Regions from separate parts of the Mus musculus genome. Here region 1 is linked to region 2. A link is a contact called in public HiChIP or PLAC-seq data. All regions are on one chromosome and are shown on one strand. The core of a region is the stretch at or near the end of the contact, and the rest is flanking DNA. Distances in the headings are between cores, read along the strand shown. Region 1 overlaps Vwf (Von Willebrand factor). Region 2 overlaps Scnn1a (sodium channel, nonvoltage-gated 1 alpha).

Region 1 (3,093 bases), core at 479-2,978, 270 kb after region 2:
CAGAAAAGCAAAACCCCAGACAGAAAAAATGTTAACGCGGAGGCATTAAAGCACTTAACTCATTTATAACATAATACTAAACCTTGTTTCCTAACAGACATTTGTAAGTACTTTTCCCTTGAAAAATAAGTTAGACGGGGATCAGGAGACAACAGTAAGTAAGCAGCAAGAAAAATACCATGGCCGCACATGGCTGCAGATCTCCTTAACGATTCATTTAATAGAAGACAGCTGGATTCTCATATCTCTTTCTGCAATCAATCTGCTACAGCATTTCAGATCACAGGGCCTCTGGAAAATTCCACTGTGTGCTTGTAAGGCAATGAGAAGGGACAGACAAGAACGAGATCATGGAATTATGGAAATATTCAGTCTGGAAGGACCTTGAAAGACCCTCATGGCTTTGAGAAACAGCATCCGAGGTCACAGCAGTGTGCTTTAGTTTTAAGCTGGAAAGTCAGGGAAAAGACCTTGATTGCCTTGTGTGTGTGTGTGTGTGTGTGTGTGTGTGTGTGTGTGTGTGTGTGTGACTTGGCATTTGTAAAACAAACAAGGAAGGCCATTTGCCCACCTTTCTTAGTTGCATGTATGTCTGTGGGTCTGGAACCTTCCACATGCACCTTGTTAAGTCACAGCTGGGAGCTAGAAGGGGCTTCCAAGATGACTACGGGGACTCAGGCCTGACCTGTGAGACTTTGGATCATCAGGATGGGGGGTGTGCGGGGACCACCTGGTTTCACTGATTACCCACAGAGCTATCATTGGACTCTTGGGGTCTGGTCCCTACCAGTTCTTCAAATCTGCACCATGGAATTCAGTGGCGCCCCAGCTGTCCTGGGAAAAAGCTGCCTCCACACCACTGCTTGGCCCTGAGTGTGCACTTTGGGGTCAAACTCATCATGGCTCACTGCTGAGGTCTGATCAGCGAGTGAGAGACGGGGCTAGAATCTGAGCCCTGCTTCCTTGAGAGAAGGGGATAGAATCTGAGCCCTGCTTCCTTCCTGGTGTCCTCAGCAGGAGATTAGAAGACAGGTGTTGCTCCTGGACACCAGACACAAGCTCCTGGGGGCTTGGACTACACCGTCCTCAGTCTGCCTTGTCTGTTTGTAACTAATATCTGTCCAACGAACAGTTTGCATGTTCTCTCACTGTTGCTTAGCCCATGTCTGTTGATAGTCACTTTAGTCACAGACATAGGGAGCACGAAGGTCTGGGGGATTCAAGTTGCTTGCTCTTTCCAGCCGTGTCACCCTCGATGGGATCTTAGGCAATCTCTCCCTCCCTCCCCCTCTTCTTCCTCCCTCTCTCCCTCCCCCTTTCTCCCTCTTTCTCTCTTTCCCTATCTCCCTCCTCCTTCTCTTCTCTTTCCCTGTGTCCCTCCTCCTCCCCTCCCCCTCCCCCCCTCCTTCTTCTTCTCTCTCTCCCCCTAATTCCTAGAATCCTTCTGGCTGACTTTTCTTTGAGGAGCGACAGCCAGCTGCACGACACCTAGCTGCATAGCTTGCAGTGGTCCTCCAGTTCGCAGCCCGGGACTTAGTCGTCCTGACATTAATTTTTCACCTGGGGAAATTTTTTGGTGCAAATGATCTCATTAACTAAGTGGAACCATTGTGGCACTGGGGGACAGCTGCTCCAAGGCCCGGCTTCTTCCGGCAGCTGTCCCCAGTCTATTCTGGGAAGACCTGTGGCTTGTGTGGGAATTACAACGGCAACAAGGGAGACGACTTCCTCACGCCGGCCGGCTTGGTGGAGCCCCTGGTGGTAGACTTCGGAAACGCCTGGAAGCTTCAAGGGGACTGTTCGGACCTGCGCAGGCAACACAGCGACCCCTGCAGCCTGAATCCACGCTTGAGTATGTGAGCCGCAGACCCCGGGGTCTCCCGTGGTCCAGGCAGGCATTCCACGGGACACAGAGAGAGGGAAGGCAAAGGCGGAGCCATTGGCCCAGCCTTTATTTTGACCACTGGCCGTTGAGATCCACATTTGGCTCATTTCCTTTTCAAAGTTTGTTTATTGAACACCCTCCATCCATGGGTGAAATCCCAAGAAAGAATAGAATATTGGGTCGTTTCTGGCCCGGAAAAGACCCAGTCTAGAGCAGCGGTGGGTGTGGGAGCTTAAAGTTGACTTGTATGATAGATGCGCTGCAGTGACCCTGTGTGGACACGGTGCTGCGACATCTCTGCTCTTGCTAGCTTCTGCTACTCTAACCACCGTCTCCGGTCAGTGGGTCTTTGGGGAACGCACATTTACCCGTTACTGAGCCAAACGCAGAACTGTACATTGGCACCAGAAGCCAGAGCCAGATAGATTAATTTTGGTAGCAACAGAAAAGGGAACTGGCTTTGTTTGTGGGGAAGAGGGTGGGGTGAGGTATGGATGTTAGAGTCCCTGAGGCTGGCCCCAGAGGAACGGGCAGGGCCACGTCTTGTTCTGCACAGGCTCTCCTTTCTCTTCAACAGCCAGGTTTGCAGAGGAGGCTTGTGCGCTCCTGACGTCCTCCAAGTTCGAGGCCTGCCACCACGCAGTCAGCCCTCTGCCCTATCTGCAGAACTGCCGTTATGATGTTTGCTCCTGCTCCGACAGCCGGGATTGCCTGTGTAACGCAGTAGCTAACTATGCTGCCGAGTGTGCCCGAAAAGGCGTGCACATCGGGTGGCGGGAGCCTGGCTTCTGTGGTGAGAACTCCATAACCAGTTAACCTCCTTTAGGCAATCAATTCAAACTCTTCTGACAACTTGTGGGTCTGGGTCCACCTGTCCTTTTCAAAGGTACTTTCTTTGAATAATTTCATTTGGAAACAGGCCCCAGTGACAAACTTGGGGCTACAGTTCTTTTGCAGCCATTTCTCCTGCCTTCTGCTCTTGGCTGGTAATGGGGTGGGTTCCTGCGTAAAAGTAAGTTGGAACTCCTTACAGAAGCCATGGACTTTGGAGTTGCATAGGCCTGGCTGAGAGTGCCTGTAAATGCTGCCACCTAGTGTTCATTCCTTGTATGAGCATGCCGTGGTGTGAGTTTGGAATGCTGGAATCCTTTGCTTGTAATGTCAGGCAAGGCAGACGTGGGACCTGGCCCACGGTCTTTGGCATCGTA
Region 2 (3,107 bases), core at 65-2,564:
GATAAACAGTCGCAGCTGGGAAGCGAGGCAGCTAAGCCTAGGCCAGCAGTACCTGTCCTGTTGCCAAGCCTCCCTGTTATCTCCCACCTTTGTCCACTCCAAGCCCTTGCCTCCCTTGCCCCCAAGTCCACTGTTTATCTTAGTCTTGGCATGCAGGTCCGGTCCTCAGTTTGTCATCTCCTTTCCCACGAGGCCTGTTGGGACAACTCTGTAAACTATCTAACTTTCTGCCCCCAAGTTTTCCCTTCATTCTTCACAGAAGTCTTTGTCTATTTCTGTTGCTATAGCAGAATACTACAGACTGGTTGGTTTATGAAAAAAAAAAAAAAAGAAGAAGAAGAAGAAGCTCATTCTTATAGTACTAGGGGTTAAAAAGCCTGAGAGCCTGGTGCGGGAACCTGGTGACGCTCCCATGCGTAACAAAGCAGAAAGGGGAAGGGAAAGTGAGTCTGGGAAAGAGGGTCAGGAAGGGCGGGCCGACCCAGCAAACGTCCATGTGTTCATAGCTAACCCTCTCAGGACTCCGTGGATGCGCTCATGAGGATTCACTCCATGGTCCTGTCTCTTCTTGTTGGATCCCATCTCCAACATATTGGGAAGTAATTTTCCAACCCAAGAATTGAGAGGCACATTTGAAACGTAGCAGGGAGCGTACGTTTGTGATATTAACTATTCCAGTCAGTCCTGTTCAAAATCCTCCAAAGTAGGAACTGGAGAGACTCCGCAGGCTCAGACTAAGAGCGCTGGCTGCTCTTGCAGAGGACCCAGGTTCCGTTCCTAGCACCCATAATTCGGCTCACAATTGTCCCTAACTCCAGATCCACGGGACCTGATACCCTTTTCTGGCCTCCAGAGGTGCCAGGCATGCTCGTGGAACACAGATGTGCAAGTGGGCAGAGCACTCACACGCATACAATCAATATATTAAAATCCTCTGCAGTCTCCTGTGGCTTGCTGAGTCTAACTACACTTCCTTAGCATGGCCTCCTGGACCCTCCCCTTCATGGCCTCCTGGACCCTCCCCCCTCCCTTTGAGGTCTCCTGGACCCTCCCCTTCATGGCCTCCTGGACCCTCTTCCCTCCCTTCGTGGTCTCCTGGACCCTCCCCTTCTCCTTCCTCTTCTCTTTTGGATTTCTTTCTCCTTTTGTTTTTTTGTTCTGAAGATCAAAGCCAGAGCCCACAACATGCAAGCAAGCTCTCCATTGCTGAGCTCTGTCCTCAGACATAATCTTCTCCTTAATGACACGTAGTTAAAGTCTTCCCTTTCATATGGACACTTTAGTGGTTTTTAAATATGTTTAGAGTTGTGCAACTACTGTCATTATCTAATTTTAGAACATTTTTTTCACCCACCCTCAAGGAACCCATTTACTTCTTAGCAGTTCCCCATTCCATCCCTTTCAAGCCCTGGGAACCACTAATCTGCCTTCTTGTCTCAATGGACTGTTCTTTGTGGGGATTTCACACAAGGGCTAGTAATGCAATTCAGTAGTAGATTGATCGTCTAACATTTATTAGGTTCTGGGATATATATATATATATATATATATATATATACACACACACACATACACATACATGTATATATACACATATGTATATACACACATATGTATACATATGTATGTGTATATAGGTATATACATATGTGTGTATATGTATGTATATATGTGTGTATGTGTATACATATATACATATATACACACACACACACACACACACACACACACATATAGTATCTTTTGTGACTGGTGACTTCTTTCACTTAGCATATGTTTTCCAGGTTTATCTGTGCTGACACATGTCAGAACTCACATATGAGCAATTAACACTGGGCTGTGTTGTACAGACACACCACAGCTTTCTGACATGAACATGCCTACTCTTTGGCCTTTATGAGCCTGAGTAAGATTTTATACTGGTAATGTTTTGGTTTTGCTTGCAATGCACCCAGAGTGCAGTGCTGGGTCACAGAGCTGTTTAGCATTTTGGAGGCTGCTGGACTCTGCCCAGGGATACAGGTCTTTATGTTCTCAGCAGCAACCCTGAGGGATCTACATTTTCTACAACCTCTGCTTGTTATTGTCTACCTTATAAACAAACAAACAAACAAACAAACAAGCAAGCAGACAAAACTACCCTTACTTGTTTGTATTTGTGCATGTGAGTGGGTAGAAGACAATTTTCAGGAGTCGTCTTTCTCAACCATTAAGGCGGCAAGTTTGGTGGCAAGCGCCTTTCCCAGCTGGGCCATCTCACCTGTCTGTTTGCCTTTATCCCTTTAGGCAACGTAACCAATCCCTACCACCTTAGTGGGAAGCTAATACAGCTCACTAAGTACTGATACTTTAACTTAGCCCTCAGTTCTCTGTCCTACCTGTGTATGTGGTCTTCATTTGTCAGAGGAGGAGAGTAAAGACCTTGCTTGGCTTTCTTTCTACTGTTTGCTACAGTTAGAATTTACTCAAAAGGAGCTGCACGCTAGAGCCCCCTTTTTTGGACAAGGGCTCATTCTTATCCCATGCTAATCTGGAACTCGCTATGTAGTGTGTAGCCCCAAGTAGACTCATACTGGCAACAATGCTCTTGTACCAACCTTCCGAGTGCTAGATCACAGGAGCTCATCACCACGCCTAGGTGAGATTTTCTTCTTATTATTATTATTACATATCTGCACACACACACACGGACACACACACGGATACACATACATGATGTGGTGTACTTGTAGAGGTCAGAGGACCTGTGGAAGTCAGTTCTGTCCTTCTGCAATGTGGATCCTGGAGACTGAACTCAAGTTGTCAGTCTTGGCAGCAAGCACCTCTGCCCACTGAGCCATCTTGCTGGGCCAAGCACCTCTGCCCGCTGAGCCATCTTGCTCAAGGCTTTACTCTTAACCATTACATGATTTGGCTTCTCAATGGATGTTGCACTAATGTGTTTAATGTACATTTTCTTATATGTGCATTTACAAAATTTATATTTTACCTACATAAGTGATCTTGTGTGTTATAAGATCTTATTTTATCTTCTTCTAAAATACAAAATAAAACTTTCTTAAGCTCGGTATTTAAGACCCACCACAGTGTGCCCTTCCCCCCTCCCA

What was found. HiChIP or PLAC-seq counts read pairs in DNA pulled down with a chosen protein or histone mark.
Region 1: an H3K4me3 HiChIP or PLAC-seq map of bone marrow-derived macrophages shows a contact between it and region 2, with 4 times the contacts expected there. The contact joins two enhancer-like sites. A contact is called at or near these places in 19 of 39 promoter capture datasets (the 3T3-L1 cell line, 3T3-L1-derived adipocytes, the HPC-7 cell line and 10 more), 2 of 15 datasets of contacts at CTCF or cohesin (embryonic stem cells and pro-B cells), 3 of 484 Hi-C or Micro-C datasets (CD4 T cells, CD8 T cells and bone marrow-derived macrophages), 14 of 115 datasets of contacts at active chromatin or transcription factors (astrocytes, bone marrow-derived macrophages, cardiomyocytes and 6 more) and 4 of 9 other capture datasets (adipose tissue, embryonic stem cells, liver and 1 more).

What each region holds. Positions count from the first base shown.
Region 1 is chr6:125,601,668-125,604,760 of GRCm38.p6, forward strand. It overlaps Vwf (Von Willebrand factor), which reads left to right. Exons shown (of 52, transcript NM_011708.4): 14 at 1,657-1,852; 15 at 2,463-2,678. Among named protein-coding and RNA genes, the nearest start is that of Vwf, 50 kb to the left of the region's middle. Within about 2 kb of position 1,729, at least 165 of the 459 cell types and tissues checked have an H3K27ac peak or open chromatin away from gene starts, as enhancers often do. A contact at or near this core is called in bone marrow-derived macrophages and hematopoietic stem and progenitor cells, where this site is marked.
Region 2 is chr6:125,333,252-125,336,358 of GRCm38.p6, forward strand. The region is part of intron 3 of Scnn1a (sodium channel, nonvoltage-gated 1 alpha); the gene reads left to right. Among named protein-coding and RNA genes, the nearest start is that of Scnn1a, 13 kb to the left of the region's middle. Within about 2 kb of position 1,315, at least 41 of the 459 cell types and tissues checked have an H3K27ac peak or open chromatin away from gene starts, as enhancers often do. A contact at or near this core is called in bone marrow-derived macrophages and hematopoietic stem and progenitor cells, where this site is marked.